Regions from separate parts of the Sus scrofa genome. Here region 1 is linked to region 2. The links are chromatin contacts, called in public HiChIP or PLAC-seq maps. All regions are on one chromosome and are shown on one strand. The core of a region is the stretch at or near the end of the contact, and the rest is flanking DNA. Distances in the headings are between cores, read along the strand shown.

Evidence for each region. HiChIP or PLAC-seq counts read pairs in DNA pulled down with a chosen protein or histone mark.
Region 1: an H3K27ac HiChIP or PLAC-seq map of alveolar macrophages shows a contact between it and region 2. The contact joins two enhancer-like sites. A contact is called at or near these places in 1 of 5 promoter capture datasets (liver), 12 of 47 Hi-C or Micro-C datasets (adipose tissue, alveolar macrophages, blood and 6 more) and 2 of 2 datasets of contacts at active chromatin or transcription factors (alveolar macrophages and skeletal muscle).

What each region holds. Positions count from the first base shown.
Region 1 is chr6:97,326,620-97,332,473 of Sscrofa11.1, forward strand. The region is part of intron 1 of MPPE1 (metallophosphoesterase 1); the gene reads left to right. Among named protein-coding and RNA genes, the nearest start is that of MPPE1, 4.9 kb to the left of the region's middle. Within about 2 kb of position 3,857, at least 13 of the 83 cell types and tissues checked have an H3K27ac peak or open chromatin away from gene starts, as enhancers often do. A contact at or near this core is called in alveolar macrophages, where this site is marked.
Region 2 is chr6:97,286,871-97,292,698 of Sscrofa11.1, forward strand. It overlaps IMPA2 (inositol monophosphatase 2), which reads right to left. Exons shown (of 8, transcript XM_021096044.1): 4 at 5,155-5,200; 5 at 2,796-2,925. Among named protein-coding and RNA genes, the nearest start is that of IMPA2, 20 kb to the right of the region's middle. Within about 2 kb of position 1,846, at least 17 of the 83 cell types and tissues checked have an H3K27ac peak or open chromatin away from gene starts, as enhancers often do. A contact at or near this core is called in alveolar macrophages, where this site is marked.

The DNA.
Region 1 (5,854 bases), core at 2,607-5,106, 42 kb after region 2:
GGAGGCTCCCAGGCTAGGGGTCTAATTGGAGCTGTTGCTGCTGGCCTACACCACAACCACAGCAACGTGGGATCCAAGCTGCATCTGTGACCTACAATACAAAAAATACTATTTTTTAAGAGCAGTTTTAGGTTCACAGCAAAACAGCATGAATTTCAAAGATTTCCCACATAACCCTTGCACCCACAGAGCACAGCGCCCCCCCCATCAACATCCTCCACCAGGCGATGTTACACTTGATGACCCTGTGTTGATGCATAATAATCACCCAAAGTCCATAGTTTATATTTTAGGTGCACTCCTGGTGTTTATGTTTGGGGCAGGGGTTCTAACCCTGTGTAATGATGCTCTCCACTCGTCATAGTATCATACAGAGTATTTTCACTGCCCTCAAAACCTCCTGTGCTCCTCCTGGTCATCCGACCTCTCCTCCCCAACCTCTAACAACCACTCATCTTTTTACCTTTTCCAGAATATAGAATTCATAACATTAAAAAAGGTTCACAGTATTTAGCCTTTCAGACTGGCTTCTTTCACTAATACTATGCATTTAAGGTTCTTCTCATGTCTCTTCATGGCTTGATAGCGCATTTCCTTTTAGTGCTAAGTAATATTCCACTGTCAGGAGGACCTACAGTTTATCCATTCACCTACCAAAGGACATCTTGGTTGCTTTCACGTTTTGGCAATTATGAATCAAGCTGCTATAAACATCTGTGTGCAGGTTTTTTTTAAAATTCATTGACAGCGTATAGTTGATTTACAATGTGTTAATTTCTGCTGTACAGCAAAATGACTCAGTTATATATATTCTTTTGCATTATGGTTTATCACAGGGTTGTGTGCAGGTTTTTGGGTAGATGTAAATTTTCAGCTCCTTTGGGTAAATGCCAAGGAACCGTACTGCTGGATTGTATGGAAGGAGTATACTTAGTTTTGCAAGAAGCCTCCAAACTGTCTTCCAAAATAACTGCTCCATTTTGCATTCCCACCAGCCACGTATGAGAGTTCCTGTTGCTCCACATCCTCACCTGCCTTTGGTGGTGTTAGTGTCTGGATTTTGGCTCTTCTAACAGGTGTGCAGATTATCTTGTTTTAATTTCCGTTTTCCTGATGACAGTGATGTGGACCATCCTGTCATGCGCTTCTTTGCTGATATGCTTGTTTGAGGAGGTGTCTGTTAAGGGCTTTGGCTCATTTTCAATTGAATTTTAATTCTTAAATTAGAATTTTTTCCCCAGAGATGTTGAGGTATAATCAATGAATAAAGTTTTATATATTGGAGTTCCTGTTGTGGTGCAGCAGAAACAAATCCAACTAGGAACCGTGAGGTTGTGGGTTCGATCCCTGGCCTCGCTCAGTGGGTTAAGGATCTGGAGTTGCCATGAGCTGTGGTGTGGATCAAAGACGCAGCTCACATCTGGCGTTGCTGTGGCCGTGGTGTACAGTAGCAGCTGCAGCTCTGATTGGACCCCTAGCCTGGGAACCTCCATATGCTGTGGGTGTGGCCTTAAAAAGCAAAAAAAAAAAAAAAAGAATTGTATATTGAAAATGTGTAAGATGATGCTTTGATATACGTGTACATTGTGACATGGTTACAAGTAAGCTAATTAACATATCTTTTTTTTTTTTTTTTTTTTTGTCTTTTTGCCATTTCTTGGTTGCTCCAGCGGCATATGGAGGTTCCCAGGCTAGGGGTCAAATCGGAGCTGTAGCCGCCGGCCTACGCCAGAGCCACAGCAATGCAAGATCCGAGCCACGTCTGCGACCTACATCACAGCTCACGGCAACGCTAGATCCTTAACCCACTGAGCAAGGCCAGGGATCGAACCCGCAACCTCATGGTTCCTAGTTGGATTCGTTAACCACTGCACCACGACGGGAACTCCTAATTAACATATCTTGCTTCACATAGTTACAAAGTTACCTTTTATGTGATGAGGACACCTAAGACCTGCTGCCTTGCTTTTGTCCATTTTTTAATCAGGTTGTTTGTTTTCTTAGCTTTTTTCCCCTCTTACTGAGTTTTAAGAGTTCTTTGCATATGTCGGATACCAGTCCTTTATTAGCTGTGTCTTATGCAGATATTTTTCTTTTCCTTAGAACCCTCTTACCCATTTCTAAGTGTATGTTTCAGTGATGTTGAGCATATTCATGCTGTTGTGCAGTCAGTCTCTAGATCTTTTCCATCTTGCAAAGCAGAAACTGTCCCCTTAAAGAAGCAGCTGTCCCCCAGCCCCTGGCAACCACCGTGCCCTTTCTATCTCTATGAACCTGACTACTGTTGCTTATTTCACTGAGCATAATGTCCTCAAGGTTCATCCATGCATGGCCTGGGGCAGCTTCTTTCCTATTTTAAGGGCTGAATAATAGCCCATTGCCCTCAGGTGTTTCCATCACATTTTGTTTACCCTTTGTTCATCCGTCAATGGACACTTGGTTGCCTCCCCCTTTTGGCTGTTGTGAATCGTGCTGCTGTGGACTTGGGTGTTGCAGATAACGTCTTTGAGGTCCTGCTTTCAGTATGTTTGGGTACGTTTGGGTATGTACCCAAAAGTGGGATTGCAGGATCATATCGTAGTTCTGATTTTAATTTTGGGGGAACCACTGTACTCTTTCCCACCGTGGCTTCACCAGTTTACATTCCTACCAGCCGTGCACCAGGGTTCCCATTTTTCTACATCCTCACCAATACTTGTTATTTTCTGTGTTTTGATAATGATTATCCTGTCCGTTTTGTTTTGAGTGACTTGCCTGAGGTGACACCCTGGGAGGTGACAGCCCAGCTGGGGTTTAGGGGAGAATGTAGGGGCTCCAGGCATTTCACTGTCCTTCCCTTTAGAGGAAAATGTCATCTCCCCAGAGGCTCAGGGAAGGTTGTCATCACTTCCTCTGACCAGAGGGCTGCTGGGCTTCTCTTTTTCCAGGTCCCACTGGGGCTGGTGAGCAGGTGCTTCTGGGCACCTGTTTGCTAGGCTCCTGACTGATCAGGGGAACAAGAACACTTCTGTCCCTTTTCCTGTGGCATATGGAAGGTCCCAGGCCAGGGATCGAATCTGAGCTGCATCTGTGCCCTATGCAGCTGTGGCAACGCTGGCTCCTTAACCCCCTGCACCAGGCCAGGGATCAAACCCACATTTCCATAGTAACCAGAGCTGCTGCAGTTGGATTCCTAACCCACTGTGCCACAGCAGGAACTCTCTGTTGAGCATTTGAAGACAGATAATGGCTGAAAGAGTGATGCTGTGTATGTTTGTAATTCTAAATGCTCAGGAAGGTAAGACTAAGTCATTAAGTCCACACACATTGAGCACCTACTGTTTGTGGGCACGAGAGGGGAGCATGGAGAGAATGGGGCTTGGCTCCTGTCCAGGGAGTGGGGAGAGAGCCCAGTGCCATGAGAACTGTGGGTGTGGCCGGTACACACAGTTCAGAGAAAGGGAGCACGACCTTTGCCCTGCCTTGCCTCCACTGTGTGCACTGCAGCCTGGTGTTTTCTGCTCTGTTTAAATCTGTTTAAATGTTTAAATTAAATCCTATTAATTCTTAATGTTTTAAAGTTAAATTTTATATTTTCATTGAAGTGTTTTATTTTTAAAAATTTGGGTCACAAACCACCAAAGTGATTTCATAAACCAGTGATGGGTCTCTTCTAGCTTTTTGAAAATTTCCAGGATGGTAGACATTGCTGAGCTGTTGTGTGGTGGTGTGGTCTGTGGTGTCAGGATAAGAAGTGTGTGTGATAGAAATTGCATGCCGGGGTTCAGGCAGGGGCTCGCCAGGGCCTCTTCCCTGCAGATGGGCCAGGACGGTCCTAGAAGCATATCCGCCTTCTGATCCCAGGCTTTGAGCTGCGGGAGCCTGTGTGGCTTTCCTGCTGGGTTAATACTTGATAAGCTTCATAAACTTGCAGATTGAACTTGGAGAGTGAAAACAAGAATGATTTATTACTTTTGTTTCTGAGCCCAAACCTGCCAACGTAAAGGAAAGCTTCTAACATGGACAGAATTATTCATTATTAGTCACAAGAAGGCAACACACAGAAGAGTGTTTGTTTATCACAACCTCTCACTTCCTTGTTTTGCGGGTTATTAATCACAAGAAGGCAACACACAGAAGAGTGTTTGTTTATCACAACCTCTCCTTCGTGGGTAGGTCTCTCTGGGGGCTGTTCTGAGAAGGGACCAGTCTTGGGAAGGACCCACTTTCTCGTTGGTCACAGTGAGAGCCTGGATGTGGAGGGACGGTGGCACTTGGTGGTTCAGGCTGTGTGTCTGGGGGATCTTAAGACACTGGCCTATTTATTGTGATTGAGATGAAATTGAAGGTTTGCTTTCAGTGAGGGAAGGGTCTGGGGGCTTCGGGAGTGGAGTGTTAGGCAGCTCAACGCGATGAATGAGTGGAGGGTCAGGGTCAGCCCGGGTCACGGGCCTCCTTCCGGGATCCCGATCCCCTGGGTTCCACTGACCGAGGCTGCAAGGTTGACACTAATCTCGTCCTGGCAAACCTGTCTTCCACGGGTGAAATAAAACCCATATCTGTGGCAGGATGAGAAAACCTTAGACCTAAAATATTTCTCTGCCTGTTCGGGCCTCCTGCTTTCCTTTAGTGGTAGTCATGTGTCTGCATTAACCAGATCTCCTTCAGGCATCACCTTCTTTCTTGATCTTTTAAGTGACCCCCGACCCACTCTCGCTTTGAGGGCACGGGTCTGCTGTGTAGATTGTGAATAACACTTCATTTGACACAAAGTCTTTGTCTCAGAAATGAAAGGCTGTCTCCCAGGTTGGCTCCATTTCTTTCTTAGATGGACTTGGTTGGGTTGTCCATTGACAGTGAAAGACTTATTTTTTAAAAAAAAGACACTTTGGGAGTTCCCGTCGTGGCTCAGTGGTTAATGAATCCGACTAGGAACCATGAGGTTGCGGGTTTGATCCCTGGCCTTGCTCAGTGGGTTAAGGATCCATTGTTGCTGTGGTGTAGGTTGCAGATGCGGCTCAGATCTGGCGTTGCTGTGGCTCTGGCGTAGGCCAGCTGCTACAGCTCTGATTCGACCCCTAGCCTGGGAATCTCCGTATGCCACGGGAGCGGCCCAAAAAATGGCAAAAAGACAAAAAATAAAATAAAGGCACTTTGTGGACTTTTCTGTTGCTCTCCCTGCGTCAGTGGAGGCGGGTGCTGCAACCTGGGAAGGGTAGGGGGCTCGTGGGAGGTTGTTGAGATGCAGTGTCTCTGCCGGTGACCCAGGTAAAGGATGAGGTACCGAGAGGACCAGGGCTCTGGTGACCCCCCAAGGCTTTGGGTCCTGCTATTCCATCAGCTGCAGGGCAGGGACTGGCTGCCTGTGGTCTTGGGCCCTGAGATTGGCGCCTGGCCTGGCCCCCCCTCCCTTGGTGGGGCGGTGGGGTGCACTCTGGCTAGGCAGTTGAGACGGTGCTGGGGACACGACTTGGGTGGGTTATATAAAGCAGGCTCTGAAAGGAGAAGAAAAGTATTTCCAAGACTTCAGCAAAAAGGCTTCTGTTTGAGGATTTGGTGTCAAGTTCTCAGATATGGTCTTCACTCTGATGAGGAGTTCTGTTTTTTTTTAATGATTGCACAATACCAGATTCACGTGGTGTTAGGGTTTTCTCAAGAAACAGTGTAACAGTAACCACACCTGCTGCTGCCCCCCATCCCGAGTCCTCTGGCCAGTGGCTCCTGTAGGGCATTTTCCATTTCTTTATGGAAGGGAGGACTGGACACCTGAGGGGAGGGCCAGGCTCCGTGACCTCTGGGCTGTGTGCCCTGGCCCTTATCTAAGCTGACTGCCAGGCAGTGGGGGCACTGGGGGAGCTGGTCCCCCCTCTTCTGG
Region 2 (5,828 bases), core at 596-3,095:
TTTGGTTTTTCGATTTGATTTTGGAAAAATGTACTTTTTTAAAAAAAACCATGACTACAAAATAAAACCAATTTTTAAAAAATAATCCTTCTTAACTAACAATAAAGTGGGGCAAATGTGTCTAAGTGATTACCCTCAGCTGGCATGGACCCAAAGGAGCAGGACCCACTTCAGAGATCTGGTGGGATGTCTAAGACCCAACCCAAACCCTTCACCCTACATCTGCTGGTCGTCTGCTGGTAGCAGGGCTACTGTCATTATTCTGAAACTAAGTTTTTTTTTTTGTCTTTTTAGGACTGCGCCTGCAAGATACAGAAGTTCCCAGGCTAGGGGTTGAATCGGAGCTGCAGCTGCAGCCTATTCCACAGCCACAGCAACGCTGGATCTGAGCCACATCTGTGACCTACACTGCAGCTCGCAGCAATGCCAGATCCTTAACCCACTGAGCAAGGCCAGGGATCGAACCCAGGTCGTCATGGATACTAGTTGGGTTGGTAACCCATTGAGCCACAATGAGAACTCCTAGAACTGACATTATTAAGTGCCTCTCTCCTGGTGTCACTGTGCCTGGGGTTTCACGGAGGAGCAGAGAATGAAGCAGAGATTCTGCAGCTGTGAACCTGAATAGAGAACTTGCATGAGTCATGATGAATTTTACATTTAAAAAAACAACTTATTTCCCAGCTCTGTCCACTGAAAAGGCCCAGCAACACAGACAGACACAGGGGCCACCAGGACTCCAGGACCCAGAGAGAGGCCTTGAGAAGCCTTTTCCCCTTTTTGAACACTGGAAAGGAGTGATTTTAGGAATGACTGTTAACTTTCAGAGGAGTGTTACACTGGTGTGGTGATTACGTTTTCAAAGACTCATCTGGATGTTTTAGAGATGTACTGAAATACTGGCTAGAAAGTGATGCTATGTCTGGGGTTTGTATCAGGGCATGGTTTGGGTGGTGGGAGGTGGGTGGGAGTTTGGATGAAGCAGAATTGGTTGAGAGGTGACAACACTGGGGCTGTGTGATGGGTCCTTTTCTGACTCCTTTGCATGTGTTTGAAGTTCTGCAAGGCGGAGTGCAAAGAAAAAGCTGCTGATGAAATCCTGACCTCATCTAACTCTTTTGCGCTTTGCAGCACAGTCTTTGTTTTTGTGAGCTGAAGGCATCACCAGAAGGTGCACAGGGACAGGGAAGGAGAAGGCAAGGAAAGCACGGGGAGGGGGGCAGCGGTTGTAGCAACTGTTTCCTCCAAAAGTGCGCCCCAGTCTCAAGGATGGGCTGTGGCCGATTGATTTGCAGCCTCTTCTGCAGTAACTCCTCTCGCCTGGGCATGCGCACCAGGCCCCTCCTGACAGTTTACCCCACTGTCACCCCCTGCGCATGTGAACACTGAGCTTCCAGGTTAGGGAACAAGTCCTGCTGGAAGGTGGCTGACTGAGTATTTGAAGCCAGGTCTGTATGACACCTAAGGACTGCACTACTGGGTAGGATGTTCCATTAGGGCCCGTAGACACCTAGTCACCTGGCAAACTGAAAACACCACACCAGACTTATAAATCAGAATCTTAAGAAATCACAAGTGATCTTTGGAACACAAGTGATTTAGAGGGAAGTTGAGGTTCCGTGTTGTGGGCAAGGGGGCATGAATGGATGGTCTGAGCAACAGGGCCTCACCAAGGTCCCTGTCCTGGGGGTGGGGTGGGGGGATGTCGGGATGCTGAGGAGCCTGAGGCCCAAGGGGGTGTGAGCCGAGCTCAGAGCCCATGTTACAGACACACAGGATGTGGAGCAGAGTTCAGTCGGTGTGTTCGACAACGGGCTCCCTCACTCCTGATTGCACAACCGGCTGGCCGTGGTCACCCTGGCAGGCGCGGCTGTAATTAACACTGATGTCTCCACAGCCAAACCAAACAGTCCCTGGGGCGGGAGGCGGGGGGCTGGGCCGGCAGCAGAGGCAGAGGCTGGTCAGGGTCCTGCCTCCCCACCTCCCGCTGGAGCTCCTGGGTGGTCCTCTTCCCCCTCTCTGGGTGCTCCTGACTCCTGGGCCTCCTTCTCCTCCCCCCCAACCCCGGTCCATCCTCCATGGGCGGTCTGCTCCCCAGACTGCTGCTCCCCTCCCTGGGGATCTCTCACCAACCTCAGCAGATCTGACCTGGGCAGGAGGGTCCATCCCCTCCCTGGCTGAGGGCAGCTGGGAGGCATAGACACTGTCGACCCCTCCCACTGCCTCTCAGGCCAGTGAGGCACAGGGTCCACTCTGTGTGCCACACACGATTTGATCAAACAGCAGGCCCTTGTAAAGGCCACTGGTGTCCTCAACTCCCACTTCAGGAATGACAGCGACAGGGAAACCTGGGTAGGTACAACACAGCTCAAGGCACGGCTCCCCCATGGCCATCTGCATCCTCACAGCAACTGAAGTCAACCAGCTGGTCCACATCTGGGGCCCCTAGATTGCACCTGGGTGACACCTCCAGGTGACACTGGGATGATTGATGGCTACTGGGAGGCGCTGAGGGCCAGAACCCACCTCTGATCCTGCCCTGGGCCCTGGCCTGCTCACCCAGGCCCACTGGAGATCAGGCAGCAGCTAGAGGCCGGGTTTCTTTTCACACTAAGGATGAAAGATGTATGCAAAACAGAGCGGGCCTGTTGAAGGCTCCTGGCCACATCCACAGGAACGTAAAGATGCTGCAGGCCTGACATCCAGCCCCCAGGGACACACTGCCCTGAGGAGACCGGACCCCAAGAGGAAACGCCCAGGACTGCCTCCCTGGCTGGTGACTTTCCATTTGAAACCAGTGAATGGAGCATGGCCCACCTGTCTCCCTGAAACCTGCAGCTGCTGGCCATTGCAGAAGGCACCGCGGCCCCTCTGGCCCGTGTACAGCCGCTCCTCTGTGCAGTGGTAGATCACCCCGAACTCCAGCTGCAGACGGGCAGAAAACAGAGAACATGACATGGTGCTGGAAGCCTTGAAGCTCTAGGTGCCACCAAGGCAAGGACCATGGGATGGGGGTCAGCTTCCACGGGGAGCCCCAAACCATCATTGGATTCAAAACTAAATCCCAACCCATCCCTGGGATTCAAAATTACACCCAAACCAGCATGAGGATTCAACACTGAACCCAAATCAGCATCCAGATTAAAAACTAGACCCAAACCAGTGCTGCGATCCAAAACTAGACCCCAAAGCAGCCCTGGGATTCAAAACTAAACCGCAAACCAGCGTCAGTATTCAAAATTGGTCCAGAACATGCAAGCAAATGTTCTTCTCTTAAATGACTATATTTAAAGATACGTTTAGGAGTTCCTGTCGTGGCACAGTGGTTAATGAATCCGACTAGGAACCATGAGGTTGCGGGTTCGATCCCTGCCCTTGCTCAGTGGGTTAACGATCCGGTGTTGCCGTGAGCTATGGTGTAGGTTGCGGACGCAGCTGGGATCCCGCGTTGCTGTGGCTCTGGCGTAGGCCGGTGGCTATAGCGCCGATTCGACCCCTAGTCTGGGAACCTCCATATGCTGCGGGAGCAGCCCTAGAAAAGGCGAAAAGACAAAATAAATAAATAAATAAAGATATGTTTAAACAATAAAACTATACTGAACATTGACATCACAATCAAGCATCAGTGAATGAAAGTTTCTGAAAAAGCTTCATTCTTCAGAAAGGCCTCTTGTTTTTTCCCGGGAGGGTAAAAAAGGCTCTTATGATTCGAATCAAACCCCACAAGAAACTCTCAAAATTGCTGATATGGGAAGCATTCAGAATGCATCTTAAGAACCAAGAGCATCACGGGGTCTGGGGCAGCCCAGGAAGTACAGTGATTCGCCAGAGGGGCTGGCCCCTCACTGTGTACATGCAGACACCCCTCCCCACCTGACTGTGGCTCCAGGCTGCAGCCCCCCAACAGGAACAAGCAAAGAGGAGGTGAGCTGGGGAAACAACTCCACACACCCGGTACCCCTGCTGCCTTTCCTTCCTGACTCCCCACTATTCAGGGCACCGATGTCAGACAGCAAGCCTGGGTCGGCCAAGGGACAGAGAACAGGAGAGTCCCCCAGAGGCCAAAGGGACATCTGGGCCAGCAGGTAAAGGGTTCACAGCTGGGAGGACCCCAGTCAGACTCCCCCCCCAGAGCCCATACCTCCCAGCAGCCCAGCTGTTCCCCTTCCCACGACCCTGCCTTCAAGGGCTTCCCAAAGCCTGGTCCGTCCTAGAGCCAGGCAGCATCTGCCAGCAGGAGTTGGGGGGGGTGCCTGCTCCCCATGACCAGGGCTTCCACCATGAAGCTGTGCCACCTTGCCCATCCTTGCCCCCAAGGGCCTGTCCCAGGCCACAGCCTGGTGGTCAGGGACCCTGTCACCTGTGTGCACATCACCCCAGAGCTTATTGCTCAGTGATCACACTTAAAAGAGAAACAGTGAGGAAGTGACTCCTCAGCCAGACTTCAGCAATAAGGCCCCTGCTCATCTGCACCATAAGTTACTTTTTTCACAGGCGGGACCCTCTCCTGCCCGGCATGAGTTCCGGCAGAGGAGGAGGACGAGCAGCAGTGTCCAAGCAGGGCTGCATCTGCAAAGCCCGTGCCCCAGTCCTGCTCACGTGTGACTGTTGTACCTACAGGGAGAGTAAGGCTCCCTAGGTGTAACCGCTGCAGCTGAGGAACAAAGCCGAGTCCACCCCACCCTCTCTGCAGGTCATCCCCACCCCCTGCTCCTACAGCTCAATTCCAAGAGGCCCTGGGAACCCTGACGTGGCTGCGTTCTCACCCAGCAGCTGTGGGAAGATCAGAACTAATACAATACTGGGATCAGAGACGTCCTCCAAAAATAGGAGTTTCTTTTTTGTGACTCGATCACACGCCCCAGGGGTCAGACGGAGACTAACTGGGAACATCTGCTATAATGTTGCCTCCAGGCAGCATCACCAAATGGACGCTGTGGTGGGGGGAGGCCCAGCCTGAGCCCCAAACCCACGCACCCCAAACCGGTTTTCATCTGTTTACTTTCTCGGATTGGAAAAACACATGCTTGGATTTGCTAGTCATCCTTAAGGCCCAGGATGAGGAGAAGGAAACAGGTTGGAACCAAGACACGAGAAGAGTAAATAGCAGCCAAGCACCCCCCACCCCACCCCGCCCCCATCACCTCCCAGTACCTCCTGGTTCACAGCAAACCCGATGCTCACTGCCACGGTCGGGAATCTGCAGGGAAGACAGACGTTTGTCCTGTGAGACGCGTGGACTACGGCAAACTCCAGAGCCTCTGTGTGGCTGGAGGCTCGGGGGTCTTTCCACTTTCTGGCCGAGTTTGTGTTCTCAATAACTGCTTTGCACAGCTTCATTCAGTGCTTCCAAGACAAGCAGGCCAGGCTGACACACGACAGCTGACCTTGAGGGAAAGCAGCACTGACAGCCCTACAGACAGAACTCAACGGTGACCACGCCGGACCCGGTTGAGAGAGTTTAATCATCAGCTGTCTGATTCTCAGAGGCCGAAGGGATGGCAGAGACCACCCCGAAGGCCAGACCCACGTCTCAGGTGTCCACTCAGGGCCCAGATCCAAGACAACCACATGCCTCCTGACGTGACCCCAGGAGTCACGTGGGACTGGCCACAGTGTGGAAGGCGGGAGGTGACCTCGCACCCAAACAACCTCTCCTTTATGTGAAGATTGTCAGAGCTCAACGAGGAGGAACCAGGAAGCTCTGGTTCTAACTCAGGAAACTTGGGGCCCAGCCCCGCCCAGGCTGTGCGGGCCCGACCCCACTGCAGTCCGCAGGGGTGGCTCACGGCACACAGCGGCAGGTCCTTCCCCTCCTGCCCAGTCCC